Linked DNA regions of Mus musculus: region 1 is linked to region 2. The links are chromatin contacts, called in public HiChIP or PLAC-seq maps. All regions are on one chromosome and are shown on one strand. Each heading gives the region's core, a stretch centred on a gene start, on an enhancer-like site or on the middle of the called end of the contact. The rest is flanking DNA. Distances are from core to core; before and after follow the strand shown.

Region 1 (5,449 bases), core at 1,138-3,637, 170 kb before region 2:
TGTAACCTGTGGTTAGAATCCTAAATTCTCCGAGCTTTAGATCCCTCTACTACAAAGGGAGATTAAACCAGCTTCCAATTATTTAACGATTAATACATGCCAGATGCTTCACAATTATTTGTATGAATTAGTTCACTTAATTCTAACAAAAACTCATGGAACAGTTACTATTATTTCCCTTATTTCATATATTAAAAAACAAAACAAAGGAAAAAAAAACAAACAAACAAACAGAGCCCGGTGGCACATGTCTTTAATCCTAGCACTCAGGAGTTTGAGGCTAGCCTGATCTACAGAGTGAGTTCCAGGACAGCCAGAGCTACACAGAGAAATCCTGTCTCAGAAATAAATAAGCACAAGAGAGCTAATAATAAAGTGATGCTTTTTGCCTTCCACCGTATGCACTGCCTAGTGTCTCCTGAGGTTGAGTGACTTTGTGTCGTATGCTTCACAAGGGAAACACAGTAGTTCACACTGGAAGCCAGGCATGGTAGCACACACCTCTAGTCCTAGCACTCGGGAAGCGAAGGCATGAGGATCTCTGTGAGTTCAAGGCCAGGTTATCTACATAGGGAGTTCTAGGCCAACCAGACCTATGGGGTAAGATCTTGTCTAAAATATGGGGGGACAGGGGGGGAGGAAGAAAGAAAGAAATTAGTTTTACGTTGGACAAACAACAGCACAAACAGGGTGCAGCAGGCTCAGCAAATGTCCCAAGTTCACGTCTACATTCAACTCACACTTATAGCCAGTGGCGATAGCTCTCCAGTATTTACACAATGCACATAGCCGAGAACCAGAGGACAGGAGACACTGTCTGAAGATAGACAGCGGTAGGTACTATGGAGTGAACCAGAAATGGAACGTGAAAGGTTGCTAGGCAGGAGGTTCAGAGAAGTCCCTGCTCAAGGACAAATGACAGGACAAAGGAGCCCCACTTGTAGATGTCTGGGTGAATTGTCCAGGCAAAGGGGACAACTGGTACAGGTGTTCATCACGGTCTCTCACCTGGAACACCCAAGAAACAAGAAGGTTCAAGGGGCAAGCTGGACAACGAACCAAGGAGTAGGATGGGGAGGTCAGAGGAGCAATAGGGGTTGGTTAGGTAGGGTTTCATGAACAGCCATGTGCTGGCTTTTTTTTTCCTGGAGGAGATGAGGGTCTCTATCTGAGCTAAGCATGGCATGGTCTGGAGTACAGTTGAGCAAAATCTCTGGCTACTGAGGATGAGGGGAAGCTGAGCAAGGCGGGGATGGTTCCGAGCCACTGTCAGATCCAGCTGAGATGGGATGCAGGCCTGATCACATGGCGATGGTGACCCTCGAGGGCTGTGGATGCATTCTGAAGGCAGAAGCAGTCAGATTCACTCACCATCTGCACTGTGCTGTAGAAAAAGAGAAGGAAGCCCAGGTTAGACTAGGAATGTGGCTCAGGTGCAAAGCACTTGACAGACATGGACAAGACTGAGTTCAGTGCCTGGGTCGGAGGAGGAGGAGAAGGAGGAGGAGGAGGAGGAGGAGGAGGAGGAGGGAAGGAAGGAAGGAAGGAAGGAAGGAAGGAAGGAAGGAAGGAAGGAAGGAACTGAGCTGGGGAAGAAAGCGTGGAGAATCATGTCCTATAGGCCAAAATAAGACAACACAGAAGACTTCTCTGGAAACAGGCACGAATGCTTTCAAAAAGTGAATGTCTTTCAACTAAAACATTGCATTTCAAGAATGTGTTCTGAGTAAATATGTCTGACAGTGCATTCAGTTTCACTGCCAAGCAGGGAGGGGGTTGTGTGGGTGTGCAGGGAGAGCGGTTCTTGACTATGTGGACATAATACCAAAACCAGGAAACACTTCTGCAATCAGGTAATCACCAAAATTTGAATACTCCATGACCCTCGGACAGATTTGTTGGTGCATCTTATTAAGTACAAGCCAGCAGGTCATAAATCGTGATCATCAACAAGGCACTGCGTTAGTCAAGAACATGGAGACCACTTCAGGTGCTCTGCTCTGCTTAAACACAGGGGATTCTATATTTACAACGCTGGGAAGGGATGGCTCAGCTTTCCTGTTAGGTCTTAGGAAGTCAGGAAGTGGCTGAAACCACAAGACACCTGAGCCTCCAGGATCAAAGCAACGCAAAAGCCTAAATCCTGTATCTGCCAAAGCCCACGCATCTGCCCTCAGACGGTGAGCAACACTGGAGCTTCTTTTCCATTCACCGAAGCCTGTGGCGGTGTCGCTCTTTGGCACCCAGGGGATTCTGAGGACTCTCGTTCTCTGGCTTCTGGCCCCTCCTGGGCAGAAAAGGGAGGGAAATATCCTGAGCTGCCAGCAGACAGTACTGCATACGTTCATAAGTATGGCTTTACAAAGATAACATGCCAAAGATACGGCTGATAGAATAAACACTGTGGTGAGCCACACCCCCTAATGCCCGGAACTTATGACTGTTGTGTCACCAGGCCAAGGGGACTTCACAGACATGATTAAGTCTATAGATCTTGAAATCAGGAGAACCTCACGAGTCCTTAAAAGCAGAGACTGTTCCCTCTGGCTTCCCCTTTGCCAGATCGCCGCCTTCTGCAAACCTGCTTCTAGCAAGGTTTAGAAAAGGATTCTCCAAGCCCAGGGATCCCCAGATCTAGGATGGGAGGTGTCGTTTTCTCTAAGCAACACCAAGTTGTTGATCCAAAGGGGAAATGGCATCCTTTCTCAAAAGAGTAGTCATCCTGCTCTCTTGGCTCCGTCTCCCTCAGCACATCTGGGATGTGTTTTCTAGAAGCTTCCCCCTGGAGGCTTGGGCCTGGTACAGAAATTGAGGAGACTGGAAATGAGTGAGGCTCATGCCAGGACCCACCAACAGCACCTACTTTCCACAGGAAGCCACATCAGTAGAGATGCCGCCATGATTTTGCAAGAGAGTTCCAGGGAAAGCCCTCTTGGGTTTTGGCTGGTGGAAGCAACTCAACTGCCCCAGGCGCCTCACGCTACCTAGCATCCTGCCTGCCTTTGCTCCCTGTCCAAGACCAACCTTCAGCATCTATCTTGCCTTTCATTCCAAGGTCCCCCACTGACTATCGCACCCGACTCCTTCAAGCGAGGCCATCCTGGCTCTTCTGCCTTGAGCCTCGTTTAGTAACAGAGAACCTCCTCATGTGACCACCTCCTCTCTGTATTCCCAGGTTCCTGTGTCTGGAAAACAGAGCCAGTCCAGGTGTCCCTTCTGAAACATACCAGAAGCTCATAAGAACTCCTCAATGCTCCCGGCATGGTAGCCGTCTAGTCTCCTCTGGCCTTTCTGGCTAGACACAGTCAACCATGCTCTTCCTCATTCTGCCTAGAGTCCCAGCACTGTGCTTATATCTATGTTCGAGTGTGTGTGTATGTGTGTGTGTGTGTTGTGCATGCATGTACATGTGGGTACATTCACCCATACATACACATATGTAGGCCAGAGTTCAGCATCTGACGTCTTCTTCAGTCGATCTTCACCTTAGTTTTTGAGACAGGTTCTCTCACTGAACCTGGAGCTCAATGTTTCCGACCAGACTGGCTGGCCAGTGAGCTTCTCCCAGCCCCACCCACCTGGGATCCTCAGGTCTCCACCTGCCTTCTAGCACTGAAATTACAGATGTGTGCCACGGTGCCTGAGTTTTACGTGTGTGCCTGAGATCCGAACCCGGGTCCTTTTGCTTGCACAGACAAGCACTTTACTCACTGAGCTAAAGTTCTAGTTCCCCGCTCCCCTCCCCATTTGTATGTTCTTAATCTTTGCTCGAGAGAAGAAAAGGAAGATGTCTGTCTCCTACCAGTGATAGAAACGAAGCCATAGGGTCACCTCCCCTTCTCTTAAAAGACCATGTGAACGGAGGGCCTGGGAGGGCTTGCTTCTTTCATGGTCCTGACAAGTGAAGGTTCTTTCCTTAGCCACCTGGCCCCATCCCATCACCCACACAGGTGCCTACAGCTCCTCCAACTCTGCAAGACTCTGCACTGGAAAATCACCCAACCTTTTCACCACCCCCAAAAGTCCTGGGCACAGAAATGGCTCCCTGAGGGTAGTGATGGCATCTGTACCTGCCCAGGGGATTCCATAAACGCTTTAGGAAACTGGAAAGGTAGGATGGGGTCACCTGACTTTGGGAAAAGAATGCCTCCGAGGAACCTGGAGGAAGAGGCTGGTGAGGGCTCCGCTACTCGCAAGCACCTGTATGGAGGAGTAGGTGAGGTCGGCAGGTTGTCCTGCCTCAGCCTCAGAGCTCTAGAGCTCTGTGTTCTCCCATCCCCGACCCAGTGTGGGACATCTGCCTCACCCGGGTCCTTCCCCACAGCATGGCATAAGCCAATGGTTCCTACTGTGCCTCATCCTAGACACAGGGGCTCAAGAGAGCCCAAAGTGAAGGACAGACGGCTTGTCAGGACGCAAGTGCCAGAATCTCAGTTTACTCCTGTGAGACGTGTCTCTGCTCCTTGGCACTGCAGCCTTCCCCACCCTGGTAGAGTCACTTAGGTCGGTGACCCTTACTTTGCATCCCACTCGAGGTAAACAGGCGTCCTCCACCTCAGATTTCCCCACTGTGCACTGAGCTGCTGTAGGCCCAAAGTGACCATGGACTTAAGAAACCTTTTTTTTCTTGGAGATGGTTTCTGTGTAGCGCTGGCTGTCCAGGAACTCACTCTGTAGACCAGGCTGGCCTCAGATTCACAGAGAACCTCCTGTCTCTGCCTCCAGAGTCCTGAGATCAAAGCCACCACACCTGGCTCACCCACCTGTCACTATGTAAACTGGAAAGCTCAGCCTGTTCACATTCGGGAGCATCCTGTTAAAGAAATGTCACTATGGCCGCAAATGATCGCCATCAGTATTTGACACCGGCCTGGAATGATTTGACAAAGCTACTAGATAAAAAGGTAGACTAGAGATACATAGATTTTTTTTTTTGGAAGAAAAAATTATTACCACTGGACAGTATTATTAGTACTTGAATGTTTCACAAGAATCACCCGTGCAGGTAGAACACTTGCTGATCTTCCAGAAGACAGGGGTTGGATTCCCAGAACCCGCACGGTGGCTCTCAGTAATCTATAACTCCAGGTCCAGAGGACCCAATGCCTTCTTCTGGCCTCTGCCAGCACCAGACATGCAGGTGGTGCACAGGCATACATTCAAACTTGCATAAGATAAAAATCAATTTTTTTCTTAAAAGGCATCATCTGCAGGCTCTCTTCCCTTATGTATCTTTTTCTTTTTTTTTTAAGATTTATTTATTATTATATGTAAGTACACTGTAGCTGTCTTCAGACACACTAGAAGAGGGAGTCAGATCTTGTTACGGATGGTTGTGAACCACCATGTGGTTGCTGGGATTTGAACTCTGGACCTTCGGAAGAGCAGTCGGGTGCTCTTACCCACTGAGCCATCTCACCAGCCCCATCTTTTTCTTTTAACATTCATT
Region 2 (4,862 bases), core at 632-3,131:
CTTGTGTGTAACCGTCGTGTGACAAGCACACAGACGCTCATTCTCAATACCACAGCCTGATTAACTTAATGCTTGCATATGGAAGGCCGTGAGGGTTTCCAGAATGCCAAATATGGGCATTTTTTTTAAATTGACCTTGAGGAAACAGAAGGTCCTCAAAGCAGCCTGCTCTTTCCTGCCCTCCCCCACCCTCACCCCCACCTCATTTCCTCGCGATTATGGGAAACCCAGGTCTGAAAGTACAAACCAGACCCTTTGTTAGTGATGGTGTTAGGGTAAGTCTGAGGCCTGGGAGCCCTAACGGGCTGTCCTTAGTCACTAGTCTCCAAGAGGCCAAGTATAAACATGATCGATTAACAATAAAAAGCTAAGTAAAGAAGGGTGTGTTCAATGTGTCCACATGTTGAAGGAGGGAAAAGAAACCCAGAGGACCAGTTAGCTCCCAAGTCCATGGTCATGGTTCCTGGCATGACTTTAAGTTTAAAACAGAAAGTGTTCTAGCTTGCTTTCTACTGCTATGATAAACACTATGACCAGAAGCAATGTTTAGAGGAGTTTACATCATCTTACAGCTTCTAGTTTATCATGGAGAGAAATCAGGACAGGACCTGGAGATAGAAATTGAAGCAGAGGCCATGGAGGAATGTTGCCTAATGGCTCACTCTTTAGGTTCGACTCCAGCTACCTTTCTAGGATACTACTATTTATTATATATATATATGAGTACACTGTCGCTGTCTTCAGACACCCCAGAAGAGGTCATCAGATCCCATTACAGGTGGTTGTGAGCCACCATGTGGTTGCTGGGAATTTAACTCAGGACCTCTGGAAGAGTGGCCAGTGCTCTTAACCTCTGAGCCATCTCTCCAGCCCACAGGCATTTTCTTAATTGAGGATCTCTCGTCCCAGATATGTCTACATTTGTGACAAGTTATCAAAACCAAAGCCACATAGAAGGACAAAAGAATGCACACTTGAGCAGCCCTGGCAAAGGTCCGCCCTAGACCTCTCATTGTCTGAGCTCCATGCTGTCTTTCTGGTGATCTGAGGAGTTGTCAGAACTGTGTGGAATCTCTGGGGAGATGGGGCAGGGGTGCCTCTTGATAGCCTCAGTCTTTTGTCCCTCCCAGCCTGGTTGGGGGTCCGTTATCGCAATAGTTTGATAGTCAAAGGGAGGGTCTCTTTAGAAGATATTTTCTCCTGCCAGGAAGATTACACCACTGTGCGAGGCTCAGCCAGGAGCTGGAAGAAACTGGTTTCTGCCAGCATTTATTTTTTCCAATTTAATTTTATTTTTTCTTACTTATTCACTTTACATTCTGCTCACTGTTCCCCTCCTAGTCAGCCCCTCCCACAATCCTTCCTCCATCTCCCCTCCCCCTTCTCCTCTGAGCTGGTTGGGGCCCTTGGGTAGCCCCTCACCCTGGCACTTCAAGTCTCTGTGAGGCTAGGTGCTTCCTTTCCCACTGAGGCCAGACAAACAGCCCAGCTAGTGGAACATATCCCACACACAAACAATAGCTTTTTGGATAGCCCCGATTCCAGTTGTTCAGGACCCAATGAAGACCAAGCTGCACATCTGCTACATATATGCAGGGAGGCCTGGGTCCAGCCCATACAGGTTCTTTGGTTGTTGGTTCAGTCCCTGAGAGCCTCAAGGGTCCAGATTAGTCGGCTCTGTTGATCTTCCTATGGAGTTCCTATCCCCTTCAGGGCCCCACAATCCTTCTTCCTATTCTTCCATAAGAGTCCCCAAGCTCCATCCACTGTTTGGCTGTGGGTGTCTGTATCTGTCTGAGTCAGCTGCTGGGTGGAGCCTCTCAGAGGACAACATGCTCCTGGCAACAAGCATAACAGACTATCGTGAATAGTGTCAGGGACTGGTGCTTGCCGGTGGATGGGTCTTAAGGCAGTGTTCTTACCAGCAACGAAAATGCTAGAGGCAGGCTAAGGGGATCCAGTAGGGAAGGTTACTGCTGAACAGAAGAGAAGGAGGTGCACAGGGAAGTTAAGCCCAGGATGGGGTGGAGAGAGACAGAGGATGAAGATTAAACACATTCCTCAGACACAGCCACTGTCTTTCCTTGCCCCACCCCCCTGCTTGATTTTCTCATTGTTGCTAGACACAAAAGCCTGTTTCCTCTCTGGGTCTCCCCAGCCCAGGGACTTGGAGCTACTCCATAGTTGCTTGAGACAGGAATTGGGAAGATATATATATATATATATATATATATATATATATATATATATAGCCAGCTATGAAAGCTGAGGTTGGAAAAGGCGCAGTGTGACTTACTGTGTTGTGTACGTGGTCGGGGGTGGGGGGCAGTGTCACAGCATTCATAGGTATTACGCTTCGGGGCTCTTTGTATTTTGGGGGTTCCCAGAGGGAGTTTTCCAAGCCTGCTTTTTGTTCACGTTGTTCTGTTGCGGTTATTAACTGGCCTGGCAAAAATGAAGATATTCTAATGAAACACTCGTGTCTCTCAATTTAACAAACTTCTAAAGCAATAGAGACTAAAGAAATGAAAGATTTCCCAGCAGCCTGTAAGCTGCCATATCCAACTTGGATCTTTTTAATTGTCCCGCCTTTTTTTTTTTTTTTTAATTCCAGTGTCACCCAAACCAGGAGCTTCTCTCTGGAAGCCCCGCAAACCGAGGCTGGAGGGACCTGATCGAAAATCTGGAGAGATAACGAACCACACTGCGTTGACCTTGGTGCCACGTGGTTCCCAAAGCGCGACCAGAAACAATTTGGGAAACAAGCTTTGAGCCCAGCATTGAGGATCTTCTCAACTAGTTGAGCCCCCTAAACTTAGAAACTAGCTCATCGTGAACTACAGTTTTGTTTTGTTTTGTTTTTTTTCTAGACAGGGTTTCTCGGTGTGCCTCTGGCTGTCCTGGAACTCGCTCTGTAGACCAGGCTGACTTGGAATTCACAAAGTTCACCTGTCTCTCTGCCTTAGGACTGCTGGGATAAAAGGCTAGCCCCACAACCACCAGGTTTACCCCAGTTTGTTGTTATTGTTGTTGTTTATTTTTATTTTTATTTTTCGAGACAGGGTTTCTCTGTGTAGCCCTGGCTGTCCTGGAACTTACTCTGTAGACCAGGTTGGCCTCAAACTCAGAAATCTGCCTGCCTCTGCCTCCCAAGTGCTGGGATTAAAGGTGTGCGCCACCACATCCAGCTGTTTATATTTTTTATAGGTTGGTGATGTTAATGTTTGAGAACCTTTTAAATTTTTTATTTTTATTTTATTACCGAGGCTGGTCTTGAACTCATGAAATCACCACATGACACCAGCAGCCCTTAAGCTCTGATCCTCTGCCTTCAGCTCTGGAATGCTGAGATTACAGCCATGCATTGCTACACTTGTTCTAGCTTTCCTTTCCATAGCCAGAAATGCTTTATCTTGGATTACGGCATAATCTCCAGACCCAGCTTCGGGAATGTGAAACTTTAAAATATATATATTATTTTATAAGCTTATACATGTACACAGTGTATCTTAACCATAAATATCTCTAACAATTCTCCCTTACTCTCCCAGACACCCCTCAACAATCCTCTTCCATCTTTTTTGGTTTTATTTTTGTTTTTTTGTGTCATCTCTTGAGTTTGGATAGTGCTGCCTGCTGCAATGTTGACTGATGTCATCAGCTCGAACTGTGCAGGTCTTGTGCAATTGGTAAGTTTAGTACAAAGCCATGTCATGAGAGAAGACAACATTGCACAACGCTCCTTCTCATCCTTTCCACCTTCTGCTCCATGTGATGTTCCCTGAGTTCCGAGGGGAGTAAATAGCTGATGAGTTAGGAGTCTCTGCTTTGGGCTAGGAGATGGCTCAGGGGTTAAGAGCACTGTATGATTTTCCAGAGGTCATGAGTTCGATTCCCAGTAACCATCTGTAATGGGATTCGATGCCCTCTCTTCACAATAAACAAACAAACAAACAAACAAACAAACAAACAAATAGTCCCTGCTTTAACTGTTGCTTATTGAAGAAAAAAAGCTTAGGGTTAGAGAGAGGGTTCAGCGGTTAAGAGCAGTGGCTCTTCCGGGGGCTGGAGAGATGGCTCAGTGGTTAAGAGCACAGACTGCTCTTCCAAAGGTCCTGAGTTCAAATCCCAGCAACCACATGGTGGCTCACAACCATCTGTAATGAGATCGGATGTCCTTGTCTGGAGTGTTGAAGACAGCTACAGTGTACTTACATATAATAAATAAAAATTAAAATAAAAAAAGAAATTATCTTTAAACTGACCAGAGAGGTAGTCACTACAGCTTCCCTTTGGCAAATGACCCTCCCTTCAACTTTAAAAAAAAAAAAAAAAAAGAGCAGTGGCTCTACCTAGAGGTCCTGAGTTCAATTCCCAGCAGTCACATGGTGGCTCACAACCATCCGTACCATTTTCTGGTGTGTCTGAAGACAGGGTACTTGTCTATTTGTATAACCATAAATATTTATAAGGTGGTTTGGCAGTTGTAAGTTTCCCAGGAAGGCCTACGACCTTCAGAGCCGTCTTACAACCTTCATAGCTGTGGGCATTTGACCAAGTTTTCAGTACCAAGCATGAGTTTGCTCTGTTGGAAACAATCCTCAAATCCAAGGAGAAAGTGGTTGGTTGTTCCTGTAACGTTCATACCAGTATTGCACCAGTAGGCATACCCTGCCTTTCAGGCTAATATGCAGAGGGTCACCTCTGAATAAGACTATATGACTTTCCTCCTGCAGCAGCCTGCAAAGTCTTCCATTGCCGTGAAAGCTAATGAGCAAGGAAAAAACGGGAATGTGACACTTTTAGGGGAAGATTTAATTGGGACTCAGGAGGCCAGATTCTGCTACTTCAAAACTTACCTC

Evidence for each region. HiChIP or PLAC-seq counts read pairs in DNA pulled down with a chosen protein or histone mark.
Region 1: an HNF4G HiChIP or PLAC-seq map of pancreatic cancer cells shows a contact between it and region 2. The contact joins two enhancer-like sites. A contact is called at or near these places in 1 of 115 datasets of contacts at active chromatin or transcription factors (pancreatic cancer cells) and 3 of 9 other capture datasets (adipose tissue, liver and pancreatic islet).

The regions. Positions count from the first base shown.
Region 1 is chr17:45,782,044-45,787,492 of GRCm38.p6, reverse strand. No RefSeq gene overlaps it. Among named protein-coding and RNA genes, the nearest start is that of Gm46607, 4.0 kb to the left of the region's middle. Within about 2 kb of position 2,387, at least 20 of the 459 cell types and tissues checked have an H3K27ac peak or open chromatin away from gene starts, as enhancers often do. A contact at or near this core is called in pancreatic cancer cells, where this site is marked.
Region 2 is chr17:45,607,445-45,612,306 of GRCm38.p6, reverse strand. No RefSeq gene overlaps it. Among named protein-coding and RNA genes, the nearest start is that of Mymx, 7.8 kb to the right of the region's middle. Within about 2 kb of position 1,881, at least 73 of the 459 cell types and tissues checked have an H3K27ac peak or open chromatin away from gene starts, as enhancers often do. A contact at or near this core is called in pancreatic cancer cells, where this site is marked.